3 separate regions of the Gossypium hirsutum genome follow, and regions 2 and 3 are each linked to region 1. The links are chromatin contacts, called in public Hi-C maps. All regions are on one chromosome and are shown on one strand. The core of a region is the stretch at or near the end of the contact, and the rest is flanking DNA. Distances in the headings are between cores, read along the strand shown. Region 1 holds the start of LOC121230629 (bifunctional purple acid phosphatase 26). Region 2 holds the start of LOC121230630 (hydroxyproline O-galactosyltransferase HPGT3). Region 3 holds the start of LOC107962905 (ER membrane protein complex subunit 7 homolog).

Region 1 (3,307 bases), core at 491-2,990:
GGTAGCAACTTCATAACATGAAATATGCTTCTCATCATCTGGATGTTAGATTCGTTAGCATATATTGCAGCAGCTCCAGTTTCAGATAGAATTATTATATGACTGTTTGAGTCTTCATGCTACAGATAACATCATATGTTGTTCGATATTTACCTCTAGACCATCAACAAGACAGTGATGAATATAGCCAGATTTATAGTTGTAAAAGGTGTAATTAGCCACTGTGCCATCAGCTTTAAAGTCATATTTATTCTCTGATGTGCCATACTGTACTCTAGAAGACCCAGGTTTATCAGCAGTAACCCATGATATCATTACAGCTTTTCCATCATAGTCACCTTGAGTAATATGCACCTACACCAATAAATTTGATGAAGTTAAAACAATTTCTTAGCAAAGCTGTAATCCCGAGGATCAATTAATGGCCAGGACTAGATAGCAATGGTAAGAGATCATCTTAAAGAGTAAATTTTTCAATGCACTTGGTAAAATTGTTCTCTTAAAGACTGTCTTTTCCTCAGAATTTAAAACAAAGCTATTGTGTTTTTTATATGATAAGACCTCATTAATCATCCATTTAACCCTCATTCATACAACCAATAAATGTGAAAAACCAGTATCTTAATTGGCTAAACATGAATCTGACTTGCATAGAGATTGGCAATGAATGGTTGCATCATCAGTTAATACTGATTGGAAAAGAAAATATTTGTAGGAATAATTTGAAATAAATAGCTACAATAATGGGGTTACTGATGTGTATTACTTACTTGTTGCGGAGCATTGTAACCATTAGGAATTGCAAGTACTTTATGGTCAAGAGGGATATCAAAAGATTGCCATTTCGTACGAGTAAAAGTACTTGTAATTCCCGCACTTCCCTTTTTCACAAAGGCTAAGATAAGAAACAACTTGAGTAAAAGCTCAAACAATGTGAACCACAGCCCGAAAGCCATCAGCAACAGTGTTTTGAGTTCATGAATCAAGTTCTGAAACAACACCAATTTGGTCAATCTGAAAAGAAAAAGGAATCAATTAAATTCGAACATTTATATAAACACAAAAACCACATATAAGTTCAAAAAAACATTTCACATTCCAATAAATCGTATTACGTTACTACTAAATGAACCCAAAAAAACCATTCCTATCCAATTTCGCATTCCAATAGTTGTTCCTCGTACCGGACAGATTCATCGTTAATTTATCATATCACTTCTCATCTAAGCTACATTTATCAATACAAAAAAATCAGGGAAAAAGTTAAAACTTTCAGAGCAGGTTTCAGATCTAGACGCATTTTCAAAGAATCACAGCAATGAAATGGAAGTTTAGGATCAAAGTAAAAACAAAGTCGGTGTGAAACTCAAAAGCCAGTGCGCTACCTTTGCTGAACCGTATCTATTAAACATACCCAGATTTCAAAGGCATCGAGAAATCGAATTCGAAATGCAAAAAAGAAAAAAAAAACATAGCAACAATATTTATAAAATAAAATAAATAAAAAGAGCAAAGCTTACTTCCTTACAGGCCACCAGCACCACGATAGCAGAGAAAAAGAGAGAATAAAGAAAGCTATAACAAGTTGGGATTATTCGTTTACTTGAAAAAAGAAAAGAAAAGAGTGAATGTTATTTGAGTGAGAAAATTACCTGTGAAAATGTTGGGCGTATAGAGAAGAGGGGAAGTGGAATTTATCTGGCGGGTAGTTGACGGTTTTCATAGGGTGCTATTTGTTGTCAGATTTCGTTTTTCCTAATTAAATATATTTAAAATGTTGAAATAAATAGGGATAAATTAACATTTAGTCATTAAATTTAATAGTTTTTATCAATTTGGTCCTTAACTTTTTTGTCCATAACAATTCTGAAACTTGATAATTTTTTTAATTTGATCCCTAAACTTTGATTATTCACAAAATCATCTAAAAATTTCAAATATATATTATCCAAAAAGTACAAGAAAATATTAAAAATTTTAGATAATGATGTGGCACAATCTCAATGTACCATATTTTTCATAGGATAATGGAACCTAAATTTAGGGACCAAATTAAAAAAAAAACTTATCAATTTTCAGAACTAATATGGAATAAAGAAAATAGGACCAAAGTGAAAAATGTTCTCAAGTTCAGTGACTAGATGTCGTTTTATTCCAAACAAATATACAAGCGTAAGATAGCAGGTAGTGACGTTGTGTAGCATAAGTTAGCAGCTAGCTTTGTCGTTGTGCGATAACGACATTACACCTAAGTAACTCAAACCCGTTAGTGATAAGGTTATAGTATATGATTGTTTAAATTCTTAATTAAATTAGTTTCATAGTTAAAAATTATTAAAATATATATTATTACTTGAATTTTCGACTGAGTCAATGTCACAAGTTAATTATACACTAATTTATTTGAAAAATAATTAAAAATGTGTCACAAACAGGGGCATAATTAAAGGGCTGGCAGTGGCCTGACTCCTTTAAAATAGAAAACTTTCTATTTAAACCCTTCAAAACTTTTAAATTTTTAAATTAATAAAAGTAAAATTACACTTTGGTCCCTTAAAAATGATAGAAATTTGATTTAACCTTTTAAAACTTATAAAGATATAGACTATTCAAATTGTGAAATTGCATTTTTACTATCGTAAAAATTACAATTTAATTTCGACCCTCTTAAAAAAAATTTTCTGACTTCACCCCTAGTCACAAATCTTTACCTAATAAAATATGTCAAGAGTGTAACTCCCCAAACCCGGCCTAGACGTTATAGCCGAATCTGGAGAAGTTACATAGAATGGGTTTAGTTATGTAAAATCTTTTCAGTTATTCAACTCATATACTTTATATCCATTTTCGAAAACATTAATTAATTAGTTATTTGCCAAGACCTATTTTACAGCTGAAGTCTAACAAAACCGTTGCATCTTAGAAATCAGATTTGTATTTTTAGAAAAACCTTTTTTTTACCGAAAAACCATCGGTTTAATAAAATAATTTATCAAGGCATGCCGATTATCAACAAACCAAAAATTAACAGTTAATAATCATAAAATCTAGAGAGTCCCAAAAATTACAGACTCTCAAATAAAAACCAAAATCATAAATAAAACCATAAATTGCTAAATTTAAACTGTTTATAGTTGAATGGTCACTTCTGAGTCTCCGTCGCTCCGATCCGCCTAAGTCTGTGAATTACCTGAACAAAGCAGACAAACAAAGGCGAGTTTTCGTAAACTCAGTGTGTAACCCAACAAAATTATGCATGCAAACATATAGAGTTATAAGCACAGTCAGAAACAGATACAGTTTCAAA
Region 2 (3,307 bases), core at 229-2,728, 180 kb after region 1:
TAAAAACATTAACATAAAAACTAATTAAGATTTTAGTTGAAATAATAAAATTAATTAATGAACAAGAAAAAAATGAAACCATAAAATTAAGATAGCAAATACTACAATGTCTTGAGTTTAAATTTTAATATGCGTAGGTATTTTTTATATTTTATATAAAAAAATAAAAATATTTCTAAAATAATATTTGTTGTTTTATAAAAGTAACGGGTTTTTGTTAAATTTATAAATCAACTGGAATTTGGTTGATAAATATGTCATGATCTAGTACAAACTATTTATATCATTCACATTGTGGGTGTGTAAGAATAGCAGTAGATTAAATGTTTGCAATTTTTAAATTATGTAAATCGAAATTCGTAAATCTATCTAAAAATTTAAAATTATTTATTATTTATAATATTATTTGAGTAATATTATCTATAAATTATCTATCAGATATTTGAATTTATAAAAAAAAACTAATTTGGAAAAAATTTAATTATCTTTAGGAATGCTAAATTTGCAAAAATAAAACTAATTTCATTTTTTGTTTGGATATCCTAATTTGTAAAAGTTTGAATTTGAATTGACCAGAATATTTTAGGTTTAAAAGTGTAAAAACTCCTCAATTTTTTTCAAAAAATGCAATTAAGTCTCTTTCTCTCTCTTTTGCATCAATTAAACACTTGAACTTTCAAAATGCATCAAATAGGCCCTCAAATTTCTTCAAAAAAAGCAATTAAGCTCCTGCTTCTTTTTTTTTCACTCAATTAGGTACTTGAACTTTCAAAATACATCAAGAAGACCCTCAAAATTTTTCAAAAAAGCAATTAAGCCCATGCTCTTATTAAAAATTAGAAAAAAATTATAAAAAATAAAAAAATTAAATTTTAAAAATATAAAAATATAAAAATATAAAATTTTATAAAAATCATAAAAAAACTAGGGGTTGTTAATTTGATTATGATTTTTATAAAAATTTACAATTTTTTATATTTTTATGATTTTTTATAAAAAAATTTCTAATGTTTAATAAATTTTAAATTTTTCATATTTTTATTAAAATTTAATAACTTTTCTAAAATTTATTTTTTTATTTTTTATAATTTTTTCTAATTTTTAATAAAGCCAAGGGCTTAATTACTTTTTTTTGAAAAAGTTTAGGGTCTTTTTGATGCATTTTGAAAGTTCAAATACTCAATTGAGTGTAAAAAAAAATAGGGGCTTAATTATTTTTTTTTAAAAGTTTGAAGTTTTTTTTATGTATTTTAAAAATTTAGGTATCCAAATAAATAAAAAAAAATATAGAAGCTTAATTACTTTTTTTTTTAAGCTTGAAAGTTTTTACACCTTAAGCCAATATTTTATATTCATAATCAAATTTATAAGCTGTGAATTTAAATATCCGAATTTTCATCTGTTATTCAAATTAATAATACAAATTTAAGTAATAAATGTGTAAAATACCAATCCACATCTACTTCGAATCCATAATTTTAAAATCCAAATTCCAAATATTAAATAGGGAATATCTGAATTCGTTGTACAATTTGCCAAGATCTAATAAAAATTACCAAAATTAAATTGGTGGGATTGTCCAAGTTCGGTGTAGGCCGAATCTAGGTGGGCTTGGCCTATAGCACCTATCGTCAGTTACCGCTCTCAGATCTCTCTCTTCGTTTTTCTTTTTAATTTCATTTCAAATTTCCGTTTGTTTCTTCTAGTCTTTGATTATCCGTCATTTCTTTTTCATACTTGATTTGAATCCCTACACTGAGTTCGCATTCTCGTTCATTGTAATTATCCGAACTATAAAAGTAGAGATCATCAGAGACCGGCGATCAATTCTGTGTTTCGATTCTTTATATGCGTTAAGAGTGTGATATGGAGGGTTTACCTACGACCACTAAAGGAGATAAACGATGGAGATCTAAGAATCTGCAAACATCCAAGCCTTCTTTGTTGATGGCTTTTTTCTCTTGCATCGCTTGGCTCTATGTCGCTGGCCGGTTCGTATTCTTTTTCTCTTCGTTTTTATTTTTTGCTTCTCGATATTCAAATCCATTGCGCAAGTTTCGTCGAATTTGTTTTTCATTTTGGTTTGTATTTAGAAAGGGAAAAAGAAGATCGTAGAATCTAAACTCACATTCAATTAAATCAGCTTAACATTTTTTTGTTGATTATTGGTTTTTTAATAAATTTCCCTAGCTAGGAAATTTTGTTAATCTGAATTATTTTTTATTTTACGAAAATTTGATGAACATTAGGTTTTTTTTTCTTTTTCTTCATTTTTCTTTCTCAATTGTTAATTTCTCCGTCTGTTCGTGGAATTTGGTTTTCCATTTCGGACTGTATTTAGGGAAAAGTTAGGATCGTAGACTCTAAATTTATATTCAATTTCACCTTTTTAAAATAAATTTTCATAGCTGAAATTTTGATTAATCTGAATTATTATTATTTTTGTGAAAAATTGATGAAAATTAGGGGGTTTTTTCCCCCATTTTCTTCATTTTTATTTCTCAATTGTTTATTTGGTTTTCCATTTCTGACAGTATTTAGGGGGAAAAATAGGATTGTAGAATTCTAAATTTATATTCAATTAAATCAGCCTAACATTTTTGTTAATAATTGTTTTTAATAAAGTTTCGTAGCTAATAAATTTATTAATCTGAATTATTATTTATTTTTCGAAATTTGATAAAAAAGTTATGTTGTTTTTTCTTTGTCTTCATTTTTGTTTCTCAATTGTTAATTCCAATGCGCTAGTTTGTGGAAGTAGGTTTTTCATTTCGAGTTGTATATAGGGGAAAAGAAAAGATCGTAGAATCTAAATTTATAGTCAATTATATCAGCCTAACATTTTTGTTAATTATTGTTTCATTTCCGTACCTAACAAATTGAATAATCTGAATAAGTTATTTATTATTTATTTTGCACTGATAAAAGATTAGGTTGTTTTTTCTTTGTCATCATTTTTTCTTCTCAATTATTAATTTCAATGCGCCATTTTGTGGAATTTAGTTTTTCATTTTGGATTGTATTTAGGGGAAAAAAAATATAGGATCTTGGAATCGAAATTTATATTCAATTAAATCAGCCTAATATTTTTGTTAATTATTGTTTGTTTCTAATCAATTTCCATAGCGAGCAAATTGATTAATCTGAATTACTTATTTACTATTTATTTTGCAAAATATATTGATGAAAATTAGGTTGTGGCAAGATGCGGAAAACAGAACATTGCTTGCTAATCTTCTTAAGAAGAACATGGAACAGGTTAGGACTCAAAAGCCAAACAAATTGTTCTTGTCATAGCCTATGTCCT
Region 3 (3,307 bases), core at 582-3,081, 130 kb after region 1:
ATTTGTTGAATTACTTTTATATTTAGGATCAAAGTGATAGAATTTGTAAATATTATAGGGCTAATTTTGTAACTAGACCAATTAAAAAAGTCCACATCAACTCAAAGTGACTAAAAAAATAATTTTGAAAAATATAGGACTAAATCGAAGAAATTAATAGCTGGGTGAACAAAATAAAACAAAAGGCATAGTTGGGTGACATTTTTATAGTTTACCCATAAAAAATAATTTTCACCATGAATTTAATGTTCCACACTATCATTTAACATATAAAATTTAACGGATGGGTTAATTTATACGTTTCTAAATGTATAAGGGTTAATTTATCCATTTATTCAGTAGAGGAGTTAAAATGCAATCCACCCATAAATATATGAACTTCTTTGATACTTTTATCAACACTTAGGTCCTCTTTCTTTAATTCATACATCAAAGAGAAAAAAAAAAGCTTAAAGAGTTTTAAATAAAAAGAAATTGATATACAAAATTTAAAAAAGTTTGAAACTTAAATAGGGTCACAAATATTAAAAAGTTTTAAAATATATTAAACTATGACACATTTACCATGCGGGTAATATATATAATAAATATATTTATAAAAAATTAAAAAACCAAATACATGATAAAGTATGTATTAAAAAATACAAATAAATTAGTTAAAGGTTAATATTAACTCAATAAATCCTTTAAATGTAATATAGACGAATAGATGAAAAAATATAAATCTATATCTGAACAACTATAAAGTAGAATTAAAAATCAATATGAAATATAAACAGATAAAAATATTAAATATAGCTAAACGAAATCCATACATGACAATTTTTACATAGTCAAACTAAAGGCCCACATATAATACTATCTACATGGTGGGATTTGAACTTTAGTACCCCAAATACTTAGAGCATTCATTTTTATCAATAATGTTAAAGTTTGATGGATTTTATAAAAATATTATTTCATTAAAAAAATGAGTCTAAGTAGATTTGTTCATAGGCTGGATTCGAAAGTTCGTCTGAAAAATAGTTTGGACAAAAAATAAAGCTTGTTTTTTAAATGGAACGAGTTTTGGGTTAAGTTTTTTTTGGCCCAGAGTCGAACCGACTCGAATTTGCAAAAAAAAAACAACTACTACTATTTTTTTACTATTTTATCATTTTCTTTTTATTGTTTTGCTATCATTTTGCTATTATGTTACTGTTATTTTGTTGTTATTGTTTGGATATTGTATAACTCTTGTTTTATTATTAATTTTGATATTATTTTAGAGGTATTTACTTGCTAGGTTGCACATATCTTAGTGTTATTTAAGTATTTTTTTCATTTTTTGGGAAATATTTATTTTAATGTTTTTATTATATGATAAATTATATTTTTAAAATTTATTTTTATAAAAATTTTAATACGGGCGGGTGGGGCTCTAGTTTTAACATATTTATCTTGTACAAAATTTTAGATCCATTTTTCGGGTTGATTCGTGCCTAAATTTTTTACTTGATCCAGCTCGGCCTATGAATAACTCTAATTCTAAGTTATAATTAGAAATGTTTATCGACTTAACCCGCCTAACGTACTCACTTTTAGCTGAAATTATATTTGGAACTTTTAATTTTGAATGGTTCGGCTTGCCCATTTTATTTTTTAAAAATGGGTAAATTACACCAACAGTCACTTAACTTTCGGGTAGCTGACAAAACAGTAACTCAGGTTTCAATTCAGTCACTCAATTTTCGAAAAATAACAAAACAATTATTAACGTTATTGAAAAGTAACAAATCAATCACTCATTAACATTTTTTATCATAGACTTAACAAGATAGTTGATGTGGCCAATTAACTTTATCATGTTGTACAAGTAATCAAAGGCTCAAAAAGAAAAGAAAAAATGATTGGTTAATGGTAAAAAGAAGAAGAGGAGGAGGAGAAGAAGGGAAAATGGAAAATTACCTATCGAGTATAACCGTCGATGGTGGTGATCGATCGAAAAAGTAGTAGTATTCGAGGGATTAATTCAGAAATTCATTTTGGCTTTCAGTACACGCAATGTCAACATCGTTGTATCGGAAGCTCAAGTCGCTTCTTCGGCGTAATTGAAAGTACCTAACCAAACCCAAATTTTTTTCCATGGGTCTCGAATCTTAGTTGCGAATCTACCCCATAGTCTTTTTTGAACACCTCTGTATTTAGGTTCTTCTCCATCAAGGAGGACAGCAGCGGCGGGACCCCTCTCTCTTCATAAAAAATAAGTAAAAAAAAAAAAATTTTTCGAATATCACAAAAGGGTTATCCAAAATCAAGTGTATAAGCTCAAAATATTAAATAAATGGTAATAATTGTTATAGAAATACAAAGGGGATTGATGATGAAAAAACCGCAAGAGCCAAAATCCCTTAGATATCTCTGCAAAAGCTTTGGAAAAAGCTGTATCCGGGAACCCACCGAAGGTAACTAGCTTCATTTGGTTCAAGTTCCTGAAAAAAGGAACACTCCATTTTAGCATGGACAAGGTTGAGATACTTGATTCTGGTGAATCTAGCTAAATAAGAGCTTGGGTTTTGAGCTAAAAATGATTTAGGTTATGCGGATTTCAGGGTCTTGAATGTGTTGAAATGTTGCTTGGGGTCAAGTCTTTTTGAGTCAAAATCTTTTGCGACCCCAAAGTTAAGGAAGTTGAAGCCTTCCAACATTGTTTTACACACAAAGGAAGCACTTATGGCTTTCTCTTGTAAAAACAACTCCAAGTTCAATGGTTTTAGCAGTTGCATCAAGATGGTTATGGTGGGAACCTCGGCAATCATGATGTGGTGGAGGACGTTGGCCATGGAGGCGTCGGTACCGTAGAAGCATAATCGTCTTTGAGTTCCTGGATTTTGACCCTTGGGAATCGCTGGTACGAAGTCCTTCCATTTTCTCTTCTTCTTCTCTTATTCTTCTACTACCTAGACTTCTTAAATGGGACTATTTAAATGACAGCTAGCTCACCATTAAATGTCATGTAGTTAAAATAACTGTTTTATTATTTTTCAAAAGTTGAAAAATTGAGTTACTATTGGCAAATTTGAAGGGAGTTCAGACCTCAATCAAATGGCAGTTATGTGTGAAGAAGTCAAAGAAGAAAGGCGCGGATTCAGTAACTCGGCCCAAGTGAGTAGCATCAATTAAAATTACAAAGCATTCAACAAATTTCCAAAAATATCTGTTCCTAATTTTCATCAAATTGTTGCAATTTCAAAGCTCTCAAATCTCAGCTGCTATGGCTGCCGTCACACCACTGCTTTTGCTCCTACTTCTCTCCAGCGCACCATCG

What was found. Hi-C and Micro-C count contacts between places; a contact is called where the count stands out from the background.
Region 2: a Hi-C map of leaf shows a contact between it and region 1, with 3 times the contacts expected there. The contact joins the promoter of LOC121230630 here to the promoter of LOC121230629 in region 1. A contact is called at or near these places in 12 of 34 Hi-C or Micro-C datasets (cotyledon, leaf, petal and 1 more).
Region 3: a contact with region 1 is called in a Hi-C map of leaf, with 2.2 times the contacts expected there. The contact joins the promoter of LOC107962905 here to the promoter of LOC121230629 in region 1. A contact is called at or near these places in 4 of 34 Hi-C or Micro-C datasets (leaf and seedling).

Annotation. Positions count from the first base shown.
Region 1 is chrA06:38,689,533-38,692,839 of Gossypium_hirsutum_v2.1, forward strand. It overlaps LOC121230629 (bifunctional purple acid phosphatase 26), which reads right to left and starts at 1,741. Exons shown (of 10, transcript XM_041115666.1): 1 at 1,653-1,741; 2 at 771-1,014; 3 at 154-354. The coding sequence starts at 1,723.
Region 2 is chrA06:38,871,155-38,874,461 of Gossypium_hirsutum_v2.1, forward strand. It overlaps LOC121230630 (hydroxyproline O-galactosyltransferase HPGT3), which reads left to right and starts at 1,479. Exons shown (of 12, transcript XM_041115669.1): 1 at 1,479-1,991; 2 at 3,195-3,258. The coding sequence starts at 1,867.
Region 3 is chrA06:38,819,439-38,822,745 of Gossypium_hirsutum_v2.1, forward strand. LOC107962905 (ER membrane protein complex subunit 7 homolog) reads left to right here and starts at 1,832. Exons shown (of 10, transcript XM_041115668.1): 1 at 1,832-2,444; 2 at 2,592-2,890; 3 at 3,074-3,144; 4 at 3,235-3,307. The coding sequence starts at 3,254.